3 separate regions of the Mus musculus genome follow, and regions 1 and 2 are each linked to region 3. Evidence: chromatin contacts called from public HiChIP or PLAC-seq data. All regions are on one chromosome and are shown on one strand. The core of a region is the stretch at or near the end of the contact, and the rest is flanking DNA. Distances in the headings are between cores, read along the strand shown.

Region 1 (3,527 bases), core at 95-2,594, 320 kb before region 3:
CTGGCATGGAACTTGTTATGCAGACCAGGCTGGCTTCAAGCTACAGAGTGCAGCCCCTAACTTGCTGAAATTAAAGGCATGCACCACCACACCCAGCTGAAATGTATGCCCTTGACCACTGAGCCATCTCTCCAGCCCTCATCCTTTCTTTCTAAGACACACATTGAAGGGTTTACAGACAGAGAACTATGGTTGATGGTTGAAGTGTGAACTTTAACTCTTTTATCTGTGGTATTAATTTTCCTTCTTTTTGAGACTATGTAGCCCTGTCTGGCCTGGAACTCTCTATGTAGACCAGGCTGGGCTTAAACTAATACGGATCAGTCTGTTACAGCGTCTCAAGTGCTGGGATTAAAGGCAGGTGCTACCATGGCCAGCTATTTCATTTTTCTGTTAGTGGATGGAACCTGGGGCTTCAGTAATGCTAAGCAGGGGCTCTACCCCTGAGCCCCGCCCCCAGCCCCTCCCTGGGGTTATCCTAGGTAGGTGCTCTACCTCTAAGCCAGGACCCAACCTAAGAGGTGGATTCGTTCCAGTCTGCCATGATTTAGGTCCTATTTCAACACTGAAACTGTCCATCTAGCTACGTAAAACTTGCTCTTTCTCGAACAACCCACTCTTTACTTTGTATACGGTCCACTTCTGAGGAATTTGGCTCTTCTCACACAGACTCTCTTCACTGCAAGAGTTCCTCTGGGCTGGCCTACTGTTGGCATCAATGCACAACTACCTTTTTGTTCTGATGAACTAAAAAACACCCTGCCTCCTTTAAAGATGGGGAAACTGAGGTCCAGAGGTTAACGTACCACCACGCTGAGTGAGACCTTAAGGATTTTTTTGAGACAGAGTCTCACTGTGTAGCTCCGCTTGTCCTCCCGCTCAGTTTGCCTAGTGTCAGGTGTCAGGTGGTACCCCTGAAGCTCTCTGGTCATTTGCATCATTCCCCTTCCTCGCCTCTTTGAACACAGTCCCTAAGTCAACCCTTGCGAAAAGCCTTCCAGATCCCAGCCCCGCCCCCTTACGTTCCTAAGTGTCTCAGTCTCCTTATATGGAATATTTACATAAGCAATGCAGGGTTGAAACAGAAACTGGAACACACATAAATGCGTAGGGCTGAAGGGCCTGTGAGTGAAATCTATTTCCAAGGCTCAAGTCAGCTGTAGATGGTCTTGATGGGGAAGACCAGGTTCCTAAGACTTCTCTGCCCGCCCGCTCCCCAGTCTTTGCGCGTCACTGTTGCCTGAGAACCCGGAGACCAGGATTGTGGGCACCGCCCCCAACCTCCCCCCCACCCCCCGCGCTCCGGGCCCCGCCTTCCTGCGCCCGCCGCTACGCCGGCCCCTTTTGTTCGCTCTCTGGCCGCTGAGCTCTCCTGGCGCTCGGCTTCTCTCGGCTGGGCTCGGCTCACCTTGGCAGGGCTCCACCGGGCTCCGCTCTGCTCGGTTTCTCTCGCCTCCGCCCCGTTTGGCTCGGATCTTCCCGGCTCGGCCCCGCTCGGCTCGACTCAGCTCGGCTCCGCCTCGGGGCGCGCAGGCAGCGGCCGGGCTTACTGGATCGGCCCCTCCCTCTATCCCCTTCTGGACGTAGATCCTGTGCGAGGCCCGGACTCCGAGCGCGGAGACCCGGTTAGTGTATCGGCGTGAGGAGACCGGCGCAGCATCCTCGTTCCCGGGACGCGCGGACCAAGAGGAGGCGAGGGGTGTCGGGTCCTGGTCGCTGCTGGAGCTCCAAGGTAGGCGCCGCTCTGGGGACGCGCGCGATGGGGGCGCGCGGGCAACAAAGGACGCAGAGTCGCGGGGGGCGGCGGCACCCTATCCTGGAAAGAAAAGGGGGTGCTATCACCAAGCCATTGTCGTCGCGTGGGCAAGGACAGCGGACAGGGTCGCTGCCGCTGGTGGGCGTGGGCGGGGTGAACCCCAACTTCCTTAACCCAGGTCGCTGCTGGGGTTGGGGGCGCCCCTGGATTGCACGTCCAGATGGTGCAAACATCCATAGCTTGGGATTCGGGTGTTTTTGTTGGCGTCCTCTTTCCAAGAGCGGATCCAGGACAAGCTGCAGAGCTCTTGGGGAAGGCTCACACAGGCTCTGTGGGGGCACAGCCTGGTGGGCGCGGCCATCAGCTCTCATCTTCAGACCTGGCATCTGGGATGAGACACGGAGGCCCCCGCCCCGCCACCTGGGGTCGCCTGGTTGGTGCCCTTAGCAAAACTTGATTGGAGAGCCTGGCTTGGCAGAGGATAGGGTAAGGGGGAGGCCCAGGCAGGGTGGCTTTCCGCAGGGTTGCCCCCCCAAGCTGGCGCTGGTAGCTGGTGAGGCAGCAGTTTTTTTCCCTCCCCCCAGGGAGGGGCAGTGGCGACGCAGGATGCAGGGCTGAGCCTCCAGGGCTAGCCCGCGTGGATCCTCAGGAGGGGCCTGTGTGTTTGTCCTGGACTCACTGGGCTTTGCCACGCGTGCCTTCTCCCGATCCTGGCCAAAGCCTGGAAAGGTCGTTGCAGAGGAACACCTTAGGGGTAGAGGAATCACAATCCAGCCTCTGAGATCCCGCTCCTGTCTTCTGGACTACAAATGGGCAGGGGCCTGGACGGTTGTGGAACTAGGAATTGGCTTTAATCTTGAAGGGTGCCCCGACAGAGGACGCTGGGGATGGGGCTGGCCTAGGGCTGTGCTCTGAGGAGCTAGAGAGCACCACGTGGGGCCACCTTCCCTTTGCTGTGAGCCAGAGGCCTCTCCCCATCAGTTGTAAATGTAAACAATGAGTCCTTCATTCATAAGGTCGCTGTCACCTGGATTGGCACCACCAGGGGCTGGCAGGTACACAGAACCAGAGCTACTTTGCCCAGCACAGCACAGCCTAACCTGATGCCGGGCAAGTGGAGAAGCCAGGAGCTCCCAAGAGGCACAGCTGGAGGGTGGGGCAGACCCTAAAGGCAGACCCTGAGACCAGAGCCCTGCCCAAGGCTGCTTTTTACCTAGTTGATGGCTCCCACATGAGCTTCCAGAAAAGAGGCATTCTGGCTTAGATGGGCAGAGAAAGATTTAGGTTACTGGGGCGTGAAGTTCAAGGTAGAGTGTGTTTGCCAGTTCCTTCCTGCATACACTAGGTGCCCACTTAGCGCAGGACCCGTGGGTTTCAGCAGTGCGAGCGGAGGCTCCAGGATGAGGAGGTTGGAAATAGAGGAGCCCCAACAGCAGAAGAACCTTGGAGGAGTACACAGATACATGCTCTTCTAACCTGGGCACTTAGGTGGGAAGGGCCTACGCAGAGCCCCCAAACTCCCAGCAAAAACACACATCCCAAGGAGCAGGAGTTCAGAAGTTGGAGTTTACCATCGTGAGTTCAAATCCTTGCTCTGCTACTTGCATCGCTGTGTAGCTTTGGATCTCTTTTTCCTCATCAGTAAGATGGGAATAGTTAGGGGATTTGCCTTTTAGGGCTTTTGAGAAACTCATGTGCCCTAGGACAGAGTTTTTGTGACTTTACTTATGTGTATATTTGGTGGCATGGGGAATTGAACCTAAGAACTCAT
Region 2 (3,651 bases), core at 1,125-3,624, 260 kb before region 3:
GTCTCTGGGAGGGGTCGGGAGGCAGAGTGAGAAGCGAGAGTGGGAGAGTGAGCAGAATGAGACGCAGCAGGGTGGGGGTCTGAGCCGACACAGGCTGCTGGGAGTCACCAGGAACTAGGTGCCCTTTCCGAGGTAGTTGACCTTGGTGGAAGGCTATGGGAGGTTCCTGAAGGACTAAGGGTAGTTCCTGGTACCCAGAAACCTGCCCTTATGTTTGCCTTCTAGATAACAATCCCAATGCATTAGAGTGATCATTAATAACCACAAGAAAGAGTCGCCATTAGGCTGTCTTAAAATGTCCTCTGACAACAAAATCCCGAACTCTTCAATTTAAGCTAAGCATGGTGGCACACATCTTGAATCCATTATTCAGGAGATAAAGGCAGGAAGATCTCTTGAGTCCGAGGCCAGCCTGGTTTACAGAGTGAGTTCCAGGCCAACCAGGGCTACACAGAGAAACTCTGTCTTCCAAAACCAAAAACGAAACTCTTCAGTTTGGTCTCAGGCAGATTCTTAGGAAAAAGCAGCCACAGTCTTGGCTAAAATGATGCCTTAGGGGGCTGGCGAGATGGCTCAGCGGGTAAGAGCACTGACTGCTCTTCCGAAGATCCTGAGTTCAAATCCCAGCAACCACCCATCATGAGATCTGACACCCTCTTCTGGTGCGTCTGAAGACAGCTACAGTGTACTTATGTATAATAATAAATAAATCTCTGGGTCAGAGCGAGCAGGGACTGAGCGAGCATGACTGACCAGAGTGAGCAGAGGTCCTGAAATTCAATTCCCAACAACCACATGAAGGCTTACAACCATCTGTATAGCTATGGTGTACTCATATACATAAAATAAATACATAAATAAATCTAAGGGGCTGGAGAGATGGCTCAGTGGTTAAGAGCACTGACTGGCCTTCTAAAGGTCCCAAGTTCAAATCCCAGCAACCACATGGTGGCTCACAACCATCCATAATGAGATCTGGCTCCCTCTTCTGGGGTGTCTGAAGACAGCTGCAGTGTACTTACATATAATAAATAAATAAATCTTTAAAAAAATTTTAAAATCTAAAAAAACCCCTTACTCCGGTTGCTAATATTGTTCCCCTGTGAAACCTCTGAAGTTGGGCATAGGCTACAGCTCTCAGATAACTGTTCTGCTTCTAGGATGCTTTATTAAATCTGGCTTACAGCACTCAGTGTTTTTCTTAGTCCAGGGACCACGCTGTGCTGAGACCCCAGAGGCAGCCTGGAGTGTTCTGTATATTGGTCCTTCATTCGCACACTGAGTGTCAGATGACAAGAAGGTGTGGGGGCCACTGCTTCGTCACTTTAAGGGCTCCAGGTGAGGGGGTTACACTCTTTCTTTGGTGTGTCTAATATTTTCAATCACCCATATGCCCCTAGAGTCTCAATTTGTCCTGAAGGGTGGCACCCTTATTAAATTTTATTTGTTTATTTATTTTTGCTTATTGAGGCAGGGTCTCATTGTGTGTCCCTTGATTGTCCTGGATGTCACTCTTTTTTTTTCTGTTTTGTTTTGTTTTGTTTTTTGGTTTCTCGAGACATGGTTTCTCTGTGTAGCCCTGTCTGTCCTGGAACTCATTCTGTAGACCAGGCTACCCTCGAACTCGGAAATTCGCCTGCCTCTGCCCCCTGAGTGCTGGGATTAAAGGCATGTGCCACTGCACCCAGCTTTCTACGCCCAGGAATAAGTCACATACTAGTCTGTGCTACGTGAATGATGGTGTCTGCAGATCCGTTTGGGCGGGAGCCGTCATCCTCCACCCCAAAATAGAGACTCCTGGGGGCAAGACACAACCTGAAAAAAAGGCAGTTTTAGTCAATATAGAGTAACTTACAGCAGGCCACAGCCTGGTCTTAGCACCAGCTTACACAGTAAATTTAAAGACGGCCTGGGGGGCGTGAAGGAGGGGGAGGAAGAGAGGGAGGATAGGTAGAGTGGGAGGAGACAGGGAAGAGGTCGGGGAGAGAGAGGAAGGGAGAAAAAAAAGAGGAGATTGGAGAAGAGAAGAAAGAAAAAACAGGGCAGAAAGAGAAAGGTGAGTTGGGGCAGTGAAGAGGACACAGTGGGAGATGACATACATATAAGGTATGCATGTATATTTATAGTCCCTCCTGTAATGCACAGAACTCACCACAAGGTGTCGCCCTCAGCTGCTGCACCTTCCGGTCATCTCTATGGCACTTAAAAGGCATAGAACCTGACTGGCAAGCCTGCACAGGAAAGGCACAAAGTATCTCCCTCCCGGCCCTATAGTTCCCTGGTGGGGTGGTCCCAAGAAGCCACCAGGCTTGGTTCAGACTCCTATGTGGCTATCCATCTGTCCACCTATCCATCTTAGCAACAGAAGCCAGCTAGAAAGGGGACATTCAATTCATTTCCAGGAACCCTTTAGGTAGGATTTCATGTCCCTGGACTCGGATCCCCCTTCCTATACCCAGATCCTTGTCTGCCGTTGAGTGACTCAACATGCCTTTGCTGGGGTCCTTGCTGAATTGAGAACGCATAGTTCTGGCTCTTGTCTGGAACCTTTCTCTCAAGTGACAACAGAGGGAAGAACTAGCTGTCCCCTATGCTGCCCTCAGAGTCACCCTCAAAGCCCCTTCCGTGGCTCAGCAGCTGCCTTTCCCCCTGCCCTACTGGACCACTTCACACTGGATTTCCCAGACTGTTTCGCAAATCGGGCGCATCTCCCTTTTGCCCTCACTCAGTCCACATGCCTGCTCTATGCTGCATCCACCACCTTCTGTTCTTCACCCCCCTAACCCCCGTCAAAGCTCCAGTTGCCAACTAGACACACCTGGGAAGAGGGGACCTCAGTTGAGGAATTGCCTCCTAGACTGGCAGGTCTAGGGGGCGTGTTCTTAGTTGATGATTGATGGGCAAGGGTCCAGCCCACTGTGGGAGGTACCATTCCTAGGCAGGTAGCCGAGCAAGGCAAGGACCAGTAAGCAGCATCCCTCCATGGCCCCTGCTTTGATTCCTGCCCTGAATCAAATATGGATGGATGGGTGGACAGGTGGATAGACTGTAACTTGTAAGTCAAATAAACCCTTTCCTCCCCAATTTGATTTTGGTCAGTGTTTTGTTGCAACAGAAAGCAAATTAGGACACCCCTTTAACCTATGCTAACCTTTAGGACACCCCTTTAATCTATGCTAACCTTTCTGAACCACTGTCCACTCTGGCCTGGTCCTGAGTTTCTAGCTCAAACCTTATCCTCCAGAGAAGCCTTTTCATGTAAGCACATGCCTCACTCACTCACTATGTTGTACACATACAACTACATAGGCACATATGGACGTCCACTGATATATGAGCACATACACTCATAATTATCCACACACACATACACATACCAGAATATTCACATGTATACACATACAGTCATCCACACAATACTACACACATATGTGTATAAGCATCCATGTGTGCACATGTGTATCTATACATACACTTACTTTATATACACATGCATTGCAGTTGCTATTTTTGATTGTCAACTTGACTACATCTGGAATTAACTAAAACCCCACAATGTAGGGCACACTTGTAAGGGATTTTTGCTTAATTGGAAATTGAAAAAGACACACCTTTAATTTGGATCGTGAAGCAGGCAGACACACCTTTAAT
Region 3 (3,459 bases), core at 402-2,901:
ACTGCTAACTTAAAACTCACCTGGAGACTAGGCTGGCTGGCCAGTGAGTCCCAGAGACCTCCTGACTCTACTTATTTAGTGTAGACACCAGAAGTTAGGCAGTGGTGGCACATGCCTTTAACTACAGCACTCAGGAGGCAGAGGCAGGTGCATTTCTGAGTTTGGGCCAGCCTGGTCTACAGAGTGAGTTCCAGGACACAGGGCTACACAGAGAAACTCTATCTGGGAAAAACGAAAAATAAAAAAGTACATACTTTCCAGGCTAAGGGAGGGCTCCGTGGCTGCGACTGCTTCTCTCTCTTGCAGAGGGATCTAACTTCAGTACCAAACATCAATGTCTGCTATTTCACAACTGCCTATAACTGCATCTACACACACACACAAACACACACACACAGAGGATTCTGAGCTTTTCTTTATTTTTTTAAAAAAGTTTTTTTTTTAAATGGTTTTTCGAGACAGGGTTTCTCTGTATAGCTCTGACTGTCCTGGAACTCACTTTGTAGACCAGGCTGGCCTCGAACTTAGAAATCCACCTGCCTCTGCCTCCCAAGTGCTGGGATTAAAGGTGTGTGCCACCACACCTGGCTTTTTAAAAAGATTTATGTATTTATTTTATGTATATGAGTACACTGTAGCTGTACAGATGGTTGTGAGCCTTCATGTGGTTGTTGGGAATTGAATTTAGGACCTCCCCTTGCTCAGGTCGGACCCTCTCACTTCAGATAACTCTTCTCTCTCCATCAGTCCCTGCTTTCTCCGCCCAAAGATTTATTTATTATTATACATTGCAGATGGTTGTGAGCCACCATGTGGTTGCTGGGATTTGAACTCAGGACCTTCAGAAGAAGAGCAGACAGTGCTCTTACCCACTGAGCCATCTCGCTGGCCCTAAACTTTTCTTTAATGTAGGTTCTAGAGATAGAACTCAGGTCCTCAGGCTTGTATGCCAAGGACTTTATCTGCGGAGCCATGTCCAGTCCTGGTCCTGTAAAGACAGGACTTCTAAAGTCAATCTCACGTAGGCCAGGCTATCTTCAAACTCATTATATAGCTGAAGCTGGCCTTGAACCCTTGATTCTCCTGCCTCTACCTCCCAAGGGCTGGGGTCACAGGCTTTTTTTTTTTTCCTGAGATAGGGTTTCTCTGTATAGCCCTGGCTGTCCTGGAACTCACTTTGTAGACCAGGCTGGCCTCGAACTCAGAAATCTGCCGGCCTCTGCCTGCCACCACACCCAGCTTTTTTTTTTTTAAGATTTATTTATTTATTTTATTAATCTGAGCATGCTGTAGCTGTCTTCAGACAACACCAGAAGAGGGCATCAGATCCCATTACAGATGGTTGTGAGCCACCATGTGATTGCTGGGAATTGAACTGAGAACCTCTGGAAGAGCAGTCAGTGCTCTTAAGCACTGCACCAGCTCTCCAGCCCCATGTTTGTTGGGGGTGGTTCAGAACTGTAGAGAGGCCCCAGTGCCTGGGTTGGGCCATGGTGTCGGTAGAACAGGTTTCTGTGCTTCAGGGCCCCTGGCTGCCCCACCACTCTGTTGAAGCTCAAAAATTCTCAGAAAGTGAAAGACTAAGTCTAAGAGCCTCCTGGGCCTTCCCCGCCCTTACCCCACAAGCAGCAGAAACCACTTCTTCTTTTTAGTGTATTTAAGGCCCAGCCCAGGCTATAGAGAGAAGTGTCCCTGTCACGGCCCAGCCATGGGGGACACCTTCATTCGCCATATTGCCCTGCTGGGCTTCGAGAAGCGCTTCATCCCCAGCCAGCACTATGTGAGTAGCCTAAGAGTGCCCTGCAGGAGCGCATAGTGGGGACAGTGCTATCACTCTGCTGCTACCCAAAAACCACCTGGACCAGGGAAGGAGATGAGAGGAAGGGAGACCAGGGAAGGATGTGAGGGGAAGGGGGACCAGGGGAGGATATGGGGGGAGGGGTCCAGGGGAGGATATGAGGGGGAGGGGGACCAAGGGAAGGATGTGAGAGGGAGGGGGATCAGGGGAGGATATGGGGGGAGGGAGAACAGGGGAAGGATATGGAGAGAGGGAGACCAGGGGAAGGATGTGAGAGGGAGGGGGGACCAGGGGAGGATATGGGGGGAGGGAGAACAGGGGAAGGATATGGGGAGGAGGGGTCCAGGGGAGGCTATGAGGGGGAGGGGGACCAAGGGAAGGATGTGAGAGGGAGGGGGACCAGGGAAGGATATGGGGGGAGGGAGAACAGGGGAAGGATATGGGAGGAGGGGTCCAGGGGAGGCTATGAGGGGGAGGGGGACCAAGGGAAGGATGTGAGGGGGAGGGGGACCAGGGGAAGATATACCTCCGTGGGGACCTCTCAGGCACAGGGCTTTCTTATCCTTGGGCTTCAGGCTTCTCTTGGGTGTTCACAAAGGACCCTGCCATGGTGAGCAGATACCCCTGTGCACCGTCCCAGCTGCCTCCCTCTCTGTCTTCACACTGAGCCCCCAAGCATGCCAGAGCTCAACCTTACCCTCTGTCCAGTGCCTAGGACCAAGGCTCATTCCTACCAGGAAACCTCCCTGTCTAGTCAGCTCCAGGAGTGGCCCTGCATGGCAGCCTGCGAGGCCTGGAAACTGTGGCTTTTTTTTCTCTCCTCTTCTATGATATTGGTTACTGAGTTTGGATCCCTAGTAGGGGACGATGTCTCCCGTTTGCCCTGGGGAGATGAGGTCGAGGAATATCTGCCCATATATCTAGACTCTATCACTGGGTCTGCTCGGCCCAAGGCAGGCCAGAGATGGTGCCGCCCAGCACTTGTAAGCTGTTTACCTGGGACCCTCAGCAGTTAAGAGCTAAGTCTCCCCTCCCTCCTCCCTCCCTCTCTAAATATAAATGTTCTGAATCATTCCACAACCAAAAGCCACACCAGAAGAGGGGACAGCGGTCACCCTGGGTGTTTCCTTCATGTCCTCCATCCCTCCCCTGGAGACAATCACAGGGGTATTTTTAGACAGAGTCTCACAATGTAGCAAAACCCCCAAAGATTGCCTCACCACAACCCCTCAGCCTTCCATCCAAGGCTAAAAAGGCAGCCCAGGGGCACAGCATGGTCCTCGTGGGTGCTGAGTGCCCCTCTCGGCTCTAATGCCCCTCAGGTGTACATGTTCCTGGTTAAGTGGCAGGACCTGTCGGAGAAGGTGGTCTACAGAAAATTCACCGAGATCTACGAGTTCCATGTGAGTGTTGGGGGAGGGGCAGATTCGAACTGCAGCTTTGCCTCTGCCTTTGTGGACCTCAAGCTCAGCATGTATCTGAAGTCAGATTAGCCTGGGGTACCTAGAGATTTCCGAGGGCTACATAGTGAGACCCTGTCTCAAAATAAACAAATGAAGGAGACAGGGACAGAGGAGATAACACACACACACACACACACACACACACACACACACACACACACACACACAAAGGGGGTGGGTGGGTGGGAATGAGAATAT

Evidence for each region. HiChIP or PLAC-seq counts read pairs in DNA pulled down with a chosen protein or histone mark.
Region 1: an H3K27ac HiChIP or PLAC-seq map of microglia shows a contact between it and region 3, with 4 times the contacts expected there. The contact joins the promoter of Clip2 here to the promoter of Ncf1 in region 3. A contact is called at or near these places in 3 of 39 promoter capture datasets (cranial neural crest, embryonic stem cells and liver), 6 of 115 datasets of contacts at active chromatin or transcription factors (astrocytes, embryonic forebrain, embryonic stem cells and 3 more) and 3 of 9 other capture datasets (adipose tissue, liver and pancreatic islet).
Region 2: a contact with region 3 is called in an H3K4me3 HiChIP or PLAC-seq map of bone marrow-derived macrophages, with 4 times the contacts expected there. The contact joins the enhancer-like site here to the promoter of Ncf1 in region 3. A contact is called at or near these places in 13 of 39 promoter capture datasets (the 3T3-L1 cell line, the C10 cell line, the HPC-7 cell line and 8 more), 1 of 15 datasets of contacts at CTCF or cohesin (embryonic stem cells), 3 of 484 Hi-C or Micro-C datasets (double positive thymocytes and embryonic stem cells), 7 of 115 datasets of contacts at active chromatin or transcription factors (T-cell acute lymphoblastic leukemia, bone marrow-derived macrophages, embryonic stem cells and 4 more) and 3 of 9 other capture datasets (adipose tissue, liver and pancreatic islet).

Annotation. Positions count from the first base shown.
Region 1 is chr5:134,550,251-134,553,777 of GRCm38.p6, reverse strand. It overlaps Clip2 (CAP-GLY domain containing linker protein 2), which reads left to right and starts at 1,344. Exons shown (of 17, transcript NM_009990.3): 1 at 1,344-1,732.
Region 2 is chr5:134,484,639-134,488,289 of GRCm38.p6, reverse strand. No RefSeq gene overlaps it. Among named protein-coding and RNA genes, the nearest start is that of Gtf2ird1, 30 kb to the right of the region's middle. Within about 2 kb of position 2,374, at least 16 of the 459 cell types and tissues checked have an H3K27ac peak or open chromatin away from gene starts, as enhancers often do. A contact at or near this core is called in bone marrow-derived macrophages, where this site is marked.
Region 3 is chr5:134,227,817-134,231,275 of GRCm38.p6, reverse strand. Ncf1 (neutrophil cytosolic factor 1) reads left to right here and starts at 1,651. Exons shown (of 11, transcript NM_010876.4): 1 at 1,651-1,780; 2 at 3,121-3,201. The coding sequence starts at 1,709.